2 separate regions of the Mus musculus genome follow, and region 1 is linked to region 2. Evidence: chromatin contacts called from public Hi-C data. All regions are on one chromosome and are shown on one strand. The core of a region is the stretch at or near the end of the contact, and the rest is flanking DNA. Distances in the headings are between cores, read along the strand shown.

Evidence for each region. Hi-C and Micro-C count contacts between places; a contact is called where the count stands out from the background.
Region 1: a Hi-C map of B cells shows a contact between it and region 2, with 6 read pairs. The contact joins the promoter of Rtraf here to the promoter of Kctd6 in region 2. A contact is called at or near these places in 1 of 39 promoter capture datasets (pre-B cells) and 1 of 484 Hi-C or Micro-C datasets (B cells).

Annotation. Positions count from the first base shown.
Region 1 is chr14:19,820,380-19,828,132 of GRCm38.p6, reverse strand. It overlaps Rtraf (RNA transcription, translation and transport factor), which reads left to right and starts at 4,310. Exons shown (of 8, transcript NM_026528.3): 1 at 4,310-4,464; 2 at 5,443-5,567. The coding sequence starts at 4,404.
Region 2 is chr14:8,208,391-8,215,535 of GRCm38.p6, reverse strand. Kctd6 (potassium channel tetramerisation domain containing 6) reads right to left here and starts at 1,455. Exons shown (of 3, transcript NM_027782.3): 1 at 1,194-1,455.

The DNA.
Region 1 (7,753 bases), core at 3,061-5,560, about 12 Mb before region 2:
GTCCCTTCACTCATGCTCACTCCTGACCTCTCAGCAGGGATGCTGGAATACAGCTGCCACTACCTCGAAATCACAGGTCCCATACCTGGTCCCTCAGCTGCTACACAAGGACTCCCTTTCACCAGCACAATTGCCTCTATTCATAGCTTCACTCAAGGGTCTGATCTTGATGTATCTCCTGTCTTCTACTCACCCTATGTAGAGTCCCACTGATTCTGTGGACCATTTGTTTGAACCCTCTCTGGGGTCTGTCCTCAGCTTAGGAGCATTTCCATTGTGACTGGCTCTGTCCCTGAAGGGAGTTATGGGCATCTGCAAAGCTGGTGGCTCCACACAAGACATTTTCCAGAATGTCCAGTCTCCACTGTGCATCTGTTTTCTTTTTGTAGAATTGAATGTGGGAGATGAATGGTTTATGCTTTTTGTGTGACGAGAATTCTTAGTCATGCACATTCCATTTCCACAATAAAATGTAGTTCTCAGTTTCTTGGAGTCCCTTCAGATATAACAGAAAGGGTCTCAGAAAGAGATGGAGATGCTCAGGAGGCTCTCTGTAGGAGAGGGACCTCTCTGCATTACACAATTTAAGAAAAATCTGATTTCCTAAGGTAACATTTTCTGTTTCCTAAGGTAACATTAACTGTTTCCAATTGGTAACATTTATCAGAATATAAAGCACTGTTGTTTGCAATATAGAGGCTGTTGTGAATGTTTCTAAAGGTTACCAACTTGTTTTGCTCACGTTTTGGAAGAATAACTGAACAAAGATTTAGTGAACTTGGTAGCTTTAGTAATTTGACAGGTTAAACTGGGCTTAGTGGAGTACACCTTTAATCCCAGCACTTAGGAGGCAGAGGCAGATGGATCTCTGTGAATTTAAGGCCAGCATGACCTATATAGTGAGTTCCTTTCCAAAAAAGGAAGGAAGGAAGGAAGGAAGGAAGGAAGGAAGGAACAAACAGAAAGATTTCAACAAGCTTCAGTGTGTAATGTCTACCTCTGATGGTTATCTTACTTAAGATGTGTTGTCTTTAGTGATGCTGGCCTTGCCATCCCCATGAGACTGAACCACTACATACCTTGAAGATACTGCAGATTTTGTGAGCCTTATATATTGAATCTATTCAACTTGTTCACTGATGCAGTCAAGTCAACCAATAAGCAAATGGACAGGGCTGTGTTGAAACAGAACTTTGTTTAGAGATGTTGAGATTGGAATTGCATATACACTTCACTCGTCATCTGTTTCTCGTCTTCTGAGATACTTGTATGGCTAACCCCTTAGCTCCTGCAAGTCTTTCTTTCACCTTCTCAATGAAGCCCTACCCAGACAGATCGTTCTGCCCCAAACAGCAAGTGACACCAAGTCCCCCCAACTCATTGTCCTCACCCATTTTTACCTTCCTCCTCATTCCGTGACTTCCCATAGCACTTAGGGCCTTCCAAACATAATACATAATTTACATATGTATGTTTCTATTGTTCATCCTCCTTTGCCAGATAGAAAGCTTCTCACCTGTAGAGTTTGTTGTTCATAATTTCACAGAGCCCTCCGAAGGGCCCAGAAGACTTCGTGTCACAGCTGACACGGAAAGACTTGGTTGAATAATTCAATGGATGGATGAGTGGCTTGTGAAACTCTCAATTGACCACTGGTTGGGGTTCAGGTCGTTTGATAATAAAATGTTTCTCCATTATGTGGGCTTGGCCTTTAGAAATGAGGTTGTATACCTTCTATTTCAAAGGCCCTGTGGTGGTTTGTATGAGATGGTCCCCCACCCCATAGGCTCATATATCCTCACAGGCTCGAGTCCCCAGTTGATTAGGTGTTTGGAAAGACTGGGGTGTGTGTTCTTGTTTAGAAGAGTTGTGTCACTGGGGAGGGGGGCTTTTGAGGTTTCAAAAACCCAAGCCAGGCCCAGTGTCTCTCTGCCTGATTCCTCTGAAACTGTCAACAAGCCCACATTAATCACTTCCTCCTCCTCCTCCTCCTCCTCCTTCTTCTCTTTAAAGATTTATTTATTATTTATTTATTTTATGTATGTGAGTACACTGTAGCTGTCTTCAGACACAACATATCCTACTACATATGTTTGTGAGCCACCCTGTGGTTGCTGGGAATTGTACTCAGGATCTCTGGAAGAGCAGTCAGTGCTCTTACCTGCTGAGCCATCTCTCCAGCACCTGCCCTTGCTTTTCCTGATTCATTTGGTATGAAACTTAACTGGGAAAACATGAATTGTCTCTGAGAGCCCGTTTAAAACTGCACTCGATCCTGCGGAACGTTCAAAGCTTCTCATTATGCATGTGTCCCTTTCTGGCTCCAGACTAGAAGCGTCTAATCTAAGCATCTGTGTTGATTATTACATTTAAACCTCCTGAAATTAGACACTACAGCTTCTTCATTTGTATGCCCCACAGATGCAAACACTGTTTAATTACCGGCTCCTGAACTAAAATGAAACGTACAGTTGGCTTAGCTCCAAGAGATTCAATAACGCCCCTCAGCTTGCCATGAAAGGCCTTTCTTGATCAAGCGCCTGCCTTTGTCCACAGTCTCGCCAGCTGTCACCACCTCCCTCCAGCTTCCATAAGTGTTTCCCTCTCGGCCCTATTGTTCATTTCTTGCCTTTGTGCATCTGTTTCCAGCAAAATCAGTTATCATTTTGACTGCGAGTGAACTCCTCACTATCTCCAAGCCACTGTTTCTCTCTTTTGTCCCTCCCACCCTCCCTTTTTGGTCTTTTAAATGGAATCAAAGTAGACAGCCAGTCTGTCCTGCTCATCACTGCTCGCCTGTATCTGGAAAACAATTTGTAACGGAATGGGAAGGGTCTTAAATCCAGTAGGAGCATTTGATTGTCTCTAGAGCACAGCAGGCAGTTCCTGAGGCAGGCAAGCATGGGAGAGAGGATAGCTTGGAACCCCAATTTGTTTCTGGTTATTCACATAGCCCCTCTTACAATGATGCTCTTGGCAGCCTTGTTCCTTCATTGGTAAGTCACACACACACACACACACACATACACACACACACACACACAACCAAAAATTCTCCAAACAATTTACCTGGCACCTCGGAACTCCCTTAACCTCCCCAGATTATATATACTTCTACCTCTAAATAATAATGTTTCTTCACCCCTAGTACCAATCACACCTACACAGTTTTTATTCAAGTATATTCCCAATGTATGGGGTATAAAGATTAGAAGGGTCAAGATGGCCTGAACTTGCTTGGGGTATAGGCACAATTAAGGGGAAACTATGTCCTCTAATAAGCTTTTAAGAAGAATCTCTTATTTACTCTCATATGCCTGTGCATGTGATTAAAGCCAGATGCATTATTGGAAGGGACGTGAGCAGTATTGAAATGATCGTATAACCTGATCTATCAATTGAAATAAAGGATCATTCACATTAGTAACCAGCGCCTCCTTTTTCTTGACCGGTGAAGAGACCCAGGCTGTAGCCTGAGGTACTTGGTACTTTTGCTCGCGTTGCCTGCTGTCATTCTGTAACTTTGCACTATAGCATTGCTTCAAATAAAACTATTTTGCTTTTGCATATTTGGATAAGAGGCCAAAAACCTGGAAGCATGCAACTTAGATCATAAGCACCGACAGCTTTGCTAAAAGATAAGAAGAAAGTTTTAAATGGGCGCTTTAGATTATCAGTCGCGTTACAGAGTGGGGAAAATACATCAGGAAAGGCAAGAAAGGATGAGAGAGAAGAGATGGCAGGACTTAGTGGCCCACTGAAGGTAGTGACTGAGAGGTTTGAGGAGAAGGAAACGCAGGTTCCCGGTTTCTGACTTCACTGTTTGGGGACAAACTGAAATATGGCATGGGGGTTGTATCTAATCTCCACATCACTCCAATTAGTCCGAAAGAATATCCTGCAGGGACCTTTCTTTTCGATCTTTGTATTACCAGCGTTCAAAGACGAGCAATTAATACGCTCAAGATATTAAACAGCAACTCTGAGCCAATAAGAGCTATAGCCGACTCGAGAAAGCGTACAGACATTTTTTTTTTTTTTTTTTTTTTGGTTTTGGTTTTGGGTTTTGGTTTTGCCTACTGTTGCAAGAAAAGGAGTTAGATCCACGAATCGCAGCTTCAGACCTGCTTTCGGTCCATTGTACAACTAGGAAGCTGACAATAAAGTTTATTTGAGCGTCGACGTGCACCGACGTGGCCCCGCCTCCTAAGCAGCAGCGATGATTGGCCAGCGCTTGCGGGCTGCGGGCGTTCCTAAGCCGCGATTGGCTCCGTCCGCCGTCCGTCGGAGCGTCGGTCACCGCCCCGCCCCTTCGCCGCGTCGCCGGTGCCTGCGCTGCCCGCCTCACCTCGCTTCTCCTGTCCCGGCGGAGGCCCGGGCGGCCAGCGCGAGCAGCGGGGACCATGTTCCGACGCAAGCTCACGGCCCTGGATTACCACAACCCCTCAGGCTTCAACTGCAAAGGTGGGTGGCGGCCGCGGGGTTCGGCGACGGCGCCTCCCCAGCCCGCCCGGACCCGGACCCAGACCCGGCAGCCGCTGCCCTGAGGCGCTCGGCAGGCTTCCCGGCCCCCGGGCGGCTCGGCGGGCACCTGCGGGGTAGGGGAGGGGACCGGGGATGCCCTTCGGGGCGCGCAGAAAGTTCGTGGCCGGCTGCCAGGGAAGTGGAACCGTTCAGAAAAAAAGATATTCCAGTCCTGCGGGCCAGTGGGAAACTGAGAGTGAGGCGGGGACCAGGGCCTCATTCCGCTGTGCAGGACGCACCGGTAGAAGCGGGGTGGCAGCGTTTGGTCTCCAGAAGCATATCAGGGTCAGTCCTGGTTTTTACTTGGCTTTTACTTGGCTCAAGATTGCTGGGTGGCGGTAGAGCCGAAATTGGGGGTTGAGACCTCAGTTTTCTGACGAGTAAAATGAGGATCTTTCCTGAGGGTTTTGGGTTTTGGTGTTTGGAGGGGTTGGATCTAAGGAAGCAGGTGCGTCCCGGTAACTGTACACTGTCCCCTAGCTTTCAGTTTTTAATATTTGTATTCAGGGTGCTTTAATCGTTTATTTCTAGTTTATTTTATTCTATTGGCTTGCTTCAAAGTTTTTACCTGCCCAATGCCCCTTAAACTCTAAAGGAACCAGAGTTCTAATAAAACATAGGAAACACTGTGCCCTGCATGTTTAATTCATTCAATACTCAAAACATCCCCACGAAGTAAGTCCCGTTTTCCTCATCTTGTATCTGAAGAATCTGAAGCTTAGAAAGTGTATCCGGTTTTCTGAGGCTCATCCAGAATTTGAGTCTATTGCAGTGAGCCAGGTATCTATGGCTCTGCAGTCTGAACTTTGAGCTCTTGCTGACTTCCCTCGGGGTCAGTTAATGTAGTGTTTGCAGGTTAGAAAGCCACCAAGGATCACAAAGGCTTTTAGTGACTTGATATATGATGTTTCGTTGCAGATGAAACAGAATTTAGAAACTTTATCGTTTGGCTTGAAGACCAGAAAATCAGACACTACAAGATTGAAGACAGAGGTAACTTGAGAAACATCCACAGCAGTGACTGGCCCAAGTTCTTTGAAAAGGTAATGAATCAGGAAGTAGAAGGAAGCACAGAGAACTTTTGTAAACGTTGTATGTTGAGTTGAAAATTCCTATGTTCTTTTAAGATATAATAGTGATCAGTGTGAGTAAAGCTAACTCCATGGATTCAAACTCTGTTGTTTTGATTTTTAAAGCAAATTATATTATCTCCAACCGAGCTGTCAGTATTTGGATTAAACATCATTTTCTAAATGTCACGGCATTCCTTAATAGGATTGTCTACATAATTTGTATGTATGTATGTATGTGTGTGTATGTGTTTATATGTATGTCGGGTATCCGCAGAGGCCAGAAGAGCACAGCACGTCTCTTGGAGCTTTAGTTACATTAGATACGAAAATGCAGCAATATACTTTTGAGTCCTTGTCTTAGTTACATTTCTATTCTGTGAAGAGATACCATGGCTAAAGCAGCTTCTAACAGAGAGCATTTACCCTGAGATTTCCCTACAGTTTCAGAGGGTGAATCAATGACCATCATGTGTGGAGTGTGGCACCAGGCAGGCAGAGCACCGGAGCCATAGCTGAGAACTCGCATCCTTATCTTCAAGGAGGACTCAGAGAGCTCACTGGGAATTGTGGGAAGGGAAAAGATGTGGGGTGGGCATGGCTTTTGAAACCTCGAAGCTCACCGTCAGTGACACACCTCCACCAGCAAGGCCACACCTCCTAATCCTTCCCAAACAGTTCCACCCACTGTGAACCAAACATTCAAATCTATGAGCCATGGGGGCCATTCTCATTCAAACTAGCACATACTCATTAAGAGCATCATTTCCATGCCTGAAACTTGAAACTGTCATGTTTATTCTTGTAGGTGAGGTACAGATGCCCCCTAAAAGCGCTCTGTGGATGATCTTGTGACTAGAATTGTTTCACATTGATTTATTTTAATTTTAGTAATATTCTTTCAGGAGTAATTGTTTCCAAACTCTATAAAAAAAAACCACATTATGTCATTACAGTGTCATCAACAAATGGGAATGACAGTGGCAGCTGTCTCTGTTCTGTTTGTATGTGTGTGTGTGTTTGTGTTTTGGTTTTTTGAGACAGGGTTTTTCTGTGTAGTCCTGGCTGTCCTGGCGCTCACTCTGTAGACCAGGCTGGCCTTGAACTCAGAAATCTGCCTGCCTCTGCCTCCGGAGTGCTGGGATTAAAGGCATGTGCCACCACCACTGCAGCTGTCTCTGTTCTTGTTCACAAGCCACATACCTGATAGGCCTCTCCCATAAATGTTTACCCATACCAAGGCCTAATGCTTCTTGCCACTGCAACTACTTGTAGTGGTTTATCTTTATTTACCCTTAAACTTTTTTTTCAGTTTTCAGTGGGCTTTTAAAGATCTTAAAATATAGTGCTAGTGTTTTCTGTTGGTTCACTTGTAAATGAAAAAGTATGCAGAGATTAGAGACACTTGCTTGTTTAAAAGATCCTGACAGATAGTAAAATAATCATAAATCGGGCTGGTGAGTTGGCTCAGCGGTTAAGAGTGCCGACTGCTCTTCCAAAGGTCCTGAGTTCAAATCCCAGCAACCACATGGTGGCTCACAGCCATCCATAACGAAATCTGATGCCCTCTTCTGGAGTGTCTGAAGACAGCTACAGTGTACTTACATAAAATAAATAAATATTTTTAAAAAATCATAAGTCACCCAAATACTATTAGAAATGTTGTTTAAGGTATCTTAGGAAACATCTATTTGGTAATTAATATAGATTTTAAGTTATTAACTTGCATTCAGTACTCACAAAGTGGCTTTTGATCGTGGCCAAATCTAATGAATGAGACTTGTTTGTTTCATTAAAGGAATAAAATTTTTGGTTAGAAAATGAATTTTTACTAAAACATATTAATTTATAAATTATCCCTGAAGTTTTCACTGAAAGGTTTTTTGTTAGGGTCAACTTTCAGCTCCCGAGAGACTGAAGGATCAGCTTATTTGCCTAAAGGACTTGGCTGTAGCTGACACACAAGTTCCATGGCTTGCTCTGTTATGCATTTGTATATGACATTTGCATATGAATGATAAAATTCCAGTAATTAATTGAATTGTCCTTCTTTTAAAAGTTGCACTTTTTATCTAATTGCCCTGTGCATTGGGACCTGGAGTCAAAGCTAAGGTTCTGGTCCCAGATCTAAGTGGTATGGCCAGTGTTAAGTATCAGAT
Region 2 (7,145 bases), core at 206-2,705:
CAGGTTAGGACCAATCTGTGTTCCCACTCTGTCCCGTCCCTGGCCCTCCTTTCCCGGAGATCCCACCGCAGTTGCCGTGAGAAAAACTAAAGGTAAAATGATGTCCAGCGTTCGCAGAGACAAACAGACACGTGAGCTCTCGGGACTTCTAGAAAGCATGACTCAGGGTTGTCTCAAGATAAAGCAGAAGACACACATACGTGTTCCGTTTAAAATAGACCCCAACTATTAAAATCCAGGATGCGACGATGGATCATAGGAGTGACCATAAGACTGCTTTCCACGCTATTGCTTCAGCTAAAATACACTTTAAAAATTTTCAAATTCTATGGCCATCTTTCTACCTACGGTATTACAAAAAACTAAGAATCCGTGTGGGCTCCTGGTTTTCATCCAAAGGGTGATTCTCCCACCCTACCTACTTAGATCTTTACTCTTTTGAAACACTTCTGGCTTTGGGCCTGTAATACCCCACCATTATTCCCATACTAGAATATCTGCAACAGCGAAAAAGATGAGCCTGCCAAGGGGGGTACATTGGAGCAGGTTGTTTGGGCTATCCCAGACATTCTTAGCTAAACCAGGTCACATCGGTCTATTTGTCTGCATCACGAAATCCTGAAACCAGGTTTATCAACTTGCTGTATGTACTGGTGTACAGAACAGAAACATGACAACTTCAGCAGAATATCCAAACAGGATCTCAGTCACGTTTCGTTTCCCCGTCCCACCCCCAGACACAGCCTCCGCTGCCATCGCCCAGCAGGTGCTGCAGGGGCTCCCCACGACCTCGCCAAGGATCACCTCTTAACACCCAGCACTAAATCGCCGTGACATCCCAAAATTCCGGTAAAAAGCTGCAATTTGTGCACAAAACCCAAAAAGCAGAGCTTTAAACTAGGGCAGTGGCGGCTAATAAACACCACTCCCCAAAACACCAACCCTTTGCCCCGCAGAGCCCGCTGGTCCCTACTCCGCGGTCTCCCGCAAGCCAAGCCCGGCCGGCCACGCGCACCGAGCCCCGAACCCGAGCCGGAGCCCAAAGCCCGAGGCGGCCGCGCGTCCCCGATTTCCCCGCCCAGGCCCCGCCGCGGGCTCGTGCCAGCCCGGGGACGCGCGGCCGCCACCCGCCGTTCTCCTCAGCCCGACTTCCCGCAGCCCCGGCCCGCAGGCCCCGCTCGCGCCCCACTCACTGCACGAGCGCGGAGGCGACCCGGCCGGGAGACGCCGGCGGCCCGAGAGCGCGAGCGCGGGGACGAGCGAGCCCGCGCCCCGCGGCGGCAGCGGCGGCGGTGGCGGCGGCGGCGGCGGCGGCGGCAGAGGGGACGAGTGAGCCGGAGCCCGGAGTTGCGGCTCCAGCTGCCCGGCGCGGGCGGCGCCTTCTCAGCAGAGTCGCGGCGCCGAGAACGCGGACGCCCCCTATCGGCGGCGCGGGGCGAAGGCCGGGAAGCCGGATCGCCGCGGGCACTCTGGGCGCTGCCGGGGCGGCGTGGTCAGGCGGGCTCTGCAGCAGTCCCGAAGCCCCGCCTCCGTCCCGTTCCTATCCCCGCCCCGCCCAGGACTCCCGCGCGGAGCTCCGCCCAGGCCACGCCCCTAACTCCCCCTCCGCTTTCAGCCTCTCCTCCTGGCCGCCAGCAGTCTCTTCCCTGCTTGCCCAGGACTCCTTCTCCGCAACTGTTTCTCCTCAGCTGTTTTCACTAAGTCGATAGACCTCATCGCATGCAGGGCTTAGAGAGAAGAGCAGCCACCCAGACCGAGGCGCGTCTCAAGACTCAAAAAAGCAGCCAGTAGACACACACAAGACAAGTTCGAATCCTGGTGAGAGCGGTCCAATAAGAAGGCTGCCTTGGCCGGGCTTGGTGGCATACGCCAGAACTCCGGAGGCAGAGGCAGGTGGATTTCTGAGTTCGAGGCCAGCCTGGTCTACAAAGTGAGTTCCAGGACAGCCAAGGCTACACAGAGAAACCCTGTCTTGAAAAAACAACAACAAAAAAAAGAAGGCTGCCTTGGAGAATAAGGGAAGATGTGACGATCTGATATATATAAAATATTAGTATACATTTAATGTTATTAATATTGATGTAATTATATTATATTAATATATACATAATAATGTAGTTAATATTATTAATGTATTAATATATAAGACTCCTGGCCTTATATATTAAGGCAGGCCATTCTGTAAAGTAATGGCTTAGAGGGACCACCGATCCAGCCTTTTAGGCAGAGAAGAGCAGCCAGTTAGAAGGGCAGAGCTAACTAACGTCATCCTGTGTAATACCTCTGAGGATCTTAGTCTGGATGGGACTGGCAAGGGTAATGTCCCTTCAGGAAGGACATCAAGGCTGCAGGGCTAATTGGATTCCATGCATAGACAAGATGCAAAAGCCACCACTTCTAGCTAGCCAGATCTCAATCCACTTCTACATGGGTGAAAAGCCACTGGCCTTAGAAACTCACCTGGGCCAGGCATAGTAAAAGTAGTGCACATCCTTAATGCCAGCACTTAGAGGCAGTGGCATGTGGGTCTCTTGTGAGCTCTAGGTTAGCCTGGCCCACATAGCTAGTCTCTAGGACAGATGAGGCTACATAACGAGACCCTTTCTCAAAAGAACAAAACAGAAACTTACCTGGTTTACACATCTGCATGTTTGTGAGGTGGTTCTGAAATCTAGTTTTTATATGTATGATCATCATCTAATATTCTATTTTTTCTCCAAAAATCAAATTGATAGGTTAAATAAGCAATGTGGACTTCAACACAATGGACGGCTACATTGACATCTAAGCAAGGATACAAACTAATTAAGAATATGGGAATAGGGCTGGAGAAATGGCTCAGCGGGTAAGAGCACTGACTGCTCTTCCGAAGGTCCTGAGTTCAAATCCCAGAAACCACATGGTGGCTCACAACCATCTGTAATGGGATCTGATGCCCTCTTCCGGTATGTCTGAAGTCAGCTAAAGTGTACTTATGTATAATAATAAATAAATCTTTTTAAAAAGAATATGGGAATATGCTCCTGCAAATCAGGACACAAAATCATACATACAGGACCCCAATGTTGATTTTAATACATACAGTACCCCAATGTTGATTTTAATACATACAGTACCCTAATGTTGATTTTAATACATACAGCACCCCAATGTTGATTTTAATACATACAGTACCCCAATGTTGATTTTTTTTTCCCTATTTTTTTGTTTGTTTTGAGACAAGTCTTCTCTGTGTAGCCTCGCTGTGCTGGAACTCACTCTGTAGACCAGGCTGGCCTCAAACTCAGAGATCCGACTGCCTCTGCCTCCCAAGTGCTGGAATTAAAGGCGTGCGCCACCACTTCCTCACCCACCCTCCCATTCCCCCCCCACCCCCCGGCAGCCCCTACTAACATTGATTTTTTTTTTAAAGGAGTACACATAGACAAAAACTTTGATGACTAAACCATTGAACATGGTATTCCAAGGCAACAGGATACAAATGTTAGTAACTTTTGCAAAAGATTTTCTCAAAAATTATGTGTATTTAAAAATTTATATATTTTGCTTGCAATGTATGTAAGATGCTGCCTGTGCTACTTTCAATGCCTGTGCAGGCCAGAAGATGGTGGTGCATCCCTTGGAATTGACCTTATAGACGGCATTCTTAGCTACCATGTGGAGCTGGGAATAGAACCCTGGTCCTCTGGAAGAACAGCCATCTCTCCAGCCTCCACTTATTGCTTCTTAATGTTCTTCTGAATTTTATTTATTTTCTACAATATGTGGATATTGGACTTACAGTCAGAAAAATACAATGAGTATGGATGTTTGTCTTTGTGGTACTAAAGACTGAATCCAGGACAGTACAAACTAAACACTCTCTGTACTGCTAAACTATACCACTTGTCCCATAATGTATTCTACAAAAAGAAAACATAGAAATCACTGATGATCAACATCTCTCGGATTTGGCATCACTACAATTGAACTGCTTTTAATTTACTGGTATCTCTGGAAAAGTCACCTCCCATATTTCTCCAAATAAAGACCATATATATATTTAAAGACAAGGTTATCACCAAGTAGATCAGGCTGGGTTCAAAGTCACAGAGATCTTCCAGCCTCCTGAGTGCTGGGATCTAAAGCATGTACCACCACACTTGGATAGGTCTGATCAAGGTTATATAGATAAAATAAATTACGTTTTCAAATTTATAACTTAATACAGTCACTTTAATTTTTGTATAATAATGTTTTACTCCTAGTTTTAATAAGGCTGGAGGTGTGTTTAGATTTCTTGTATGAATAACCACAGAGTCCAAAAGCAATGACCATTCATATTCTCACCTAGTCTTTATCTAATTTTTTCCATTTCTCTGCTGACTAAGCTTACCCACATTGAACTGTATACCACTTCCGTAATGACAGGCATCACTAACTGGGTCTTTCGCTCCTAACATGACATCGGTAAGTATGATGGGAGCTCTCAGCTCTCACAGAGAAATATTTGTAGAGTTAGGAAGCATTTGCTTTGCTATGGATGGATGCTAATATAATGAGTTCCAGTCTTGAATTGTTAATCCATCCATACTTTTTTTGTTTTTGTTTTTTTCCAGACAGGGTTTCTCTGTATAGCCCTGGCTGGCCTGGAACTCACTTTGTAGACCAGGCTGGCCTCGAACTCAGAAATCCGCCTGCCTCTGCCTCCAGAGTTCTGGGATTAAAGGCGTGTGCCACCACCACCCAGCTCCATCCATACATTCTTGATGGCATCTTAGTTTTTCACTATATTGCTAAATTCTCTTGGCTAATATTTTATTTAGATTTTTGGCTTCCATAGTTATGAAAGAGATAGGCCTATTCTCTGTATTATTCTATGTGGTTTGAAACTCTTTTCTTTTTAAATAAATTGGACTTTTGGTTGTTGTTTTTTTTAAAGACTTATTTATTTATTTTATGTATATGAGTACGCCATTGCTCTCTTCAGACACACCAGAAGAGGGCATCAGATCCCATTACAGATGGTTGTGAGCCACCATATGGAACTGAACTCAGGACCCCTGGAAGAGCAGTCAGTGCTCTTAACCACTAAGCCATCTCTCCAGCCCGGTTTGAGAGTCTTGAGTTAAGAGATGGTTATGTGCAGCAGGGCTGCTTCTCTATGCTTGGGGTTCTCTGTGATTCTGTTCTTCCATAAGCCATCCAGAGCTCCTGGTTTGGGGGATTGAGGATTGAAAAATTACACTGGAAACTGTTTTACTCTGGACAGCTCAGGGTTGTCAGCCTGTGGGGGAACACCGGCTTTAGGCTGGCAGATCCCAACCCACACACCTACACTGCACTCAGTGATTCCTAGGTCTCTGTTTTCATGGCAGCCTCTAGGTATCAAGGCTCCTGTTGTGGAGAGAATCTGGATGGTCATGTTTGGCCCACAGCTGGGTAGTCTGGAAGATGCTGTTACTATGGCAGCTACAAATGCTACAGGAGGCACTCCAGACCAACAGTCTGCTGAGAGGATAAAGCGAGAAAGAAAGCCATAGCTAATGAACTTGAATGTGGAATTCAGCCTGCCATTCTGAGTCTTGCTCCACTGATGTCAGAGGATGTTCTGTCTTCTGTTGAGCTCCCAGGATCCCTCCCCTACTGCTCTGGATTTGTGTGCCTTACGCTGTCCTTTCTAACTAAGGTGGCTAATGGACTCCCAGGGTCCATTCCTATATGTAGCCCTTGGGCCTCTCTGGATTGAGCTCCTGCACTCTGCCTCCACTCTCCAGACAAACAGCCTCAGGACCCTGCCTGACCCTGGTCTCCTTTGACCACATGCTTTTATTCTTTTGCTATATATCTAGCGGCTATACAGTTATCTCTTGCCTAGTGACAAATTCTCTCAAAATATAGGGGGTTACAGCACCTGTTTGTCACAGTTCCTGGGTCAAGAGCTGGCAGTCTAACTGTCACCAGTGGCTACGGTCACCTGAAAGACTACAAAATCCACCCCATTACTCATGTGACTTTTATAACAAAGCACCAGATCCTTGTCATATGAACCTCTCCTGACAAATGTCACTTAACCTCAAAAGTGGCATGCCTATGCAGCATGGTCTCACAGACCAGCCGCTGTACAGTGTAAGGGGTGTGGACATCCGGAAGTGAAGGTCATTAGGGCCTGCTCTGCAGGCTGCCACAGCGGCTCTGAAGATTGGCCTCACTTCCCACCATGAACATGAAGGGTAAGAGTGTGAGGAAAGCCACTGCGGCTCAGAATGCAGTGGGAGCTTTATATCCATCTCTGCTCAGCTGGTTTCTCCTCTCCCACAGCCCACCATTTGCCAGACCACCCCCAGCTTCATCCCTGATAACTGCAAACCAAACCAGACTCTCCCACCCCCTCCCATCTCCTCAGCCCCCACTCAGCTCAGCAAATGGCACCACTGTCCTACCATCTGCCCAAGCCAGCAGCTTTGAGTCATGCCTGCTCCTCCCTCCCCCTCTCTTCCCAGTGCCAGGAAGCACAGGCCTGCCAAGTCTCCCCCTGAGCATAGCCAGGATCCATCTCTCCTCTTCCCTCTTCCCGTGCACCACCGATTGTGCCAGACCACACCACCAAGAGTTCCCTTGCGGACATCTCTGGTCTCCTTTGTTTTCCTCTCTTTGTGTGAGTCACCCACAGAAAGCCTGTGTCACCCTGCCTGCTTTATGCTCCTGAAGTAGTTCCCCAGACCCAGACCCCTGCGGTGGAATCTGGTCCCATTCACTCTTCCAGCCTTGTCCTCCCCATCTTTCCTTCTGGCTGGGCCCTTGCTTCTCTCACAGTTCAGTTTCTGAGACCTGCCCATTTATCCATGTCAAGGACAACATGGAGCAACAAGGACAGCAAATCTGCTGCCTCCTCTATCCAGAACATGGTGTCCTAGCCTTTGAACTTCTGCCTACATCTTCTCCCTTCATCACATGGTCACTTTCTGACCTCCCGCAAGAGTCTCAGGTCCTGCAGCCGTAAGTTATTGCATGGGACCTGCCTGCTCTCTCTTTGCCTCTGTCCTTTCCAGTTGGCCTGTGAACTCTCAAAAGGCAAAGACTGCATCTGTGTGACTTAGAACAGTACCACACAAGTGCCTCACACTCTAGCATTGTTGACTTCATTAGATGAGTCCTGGGACAAC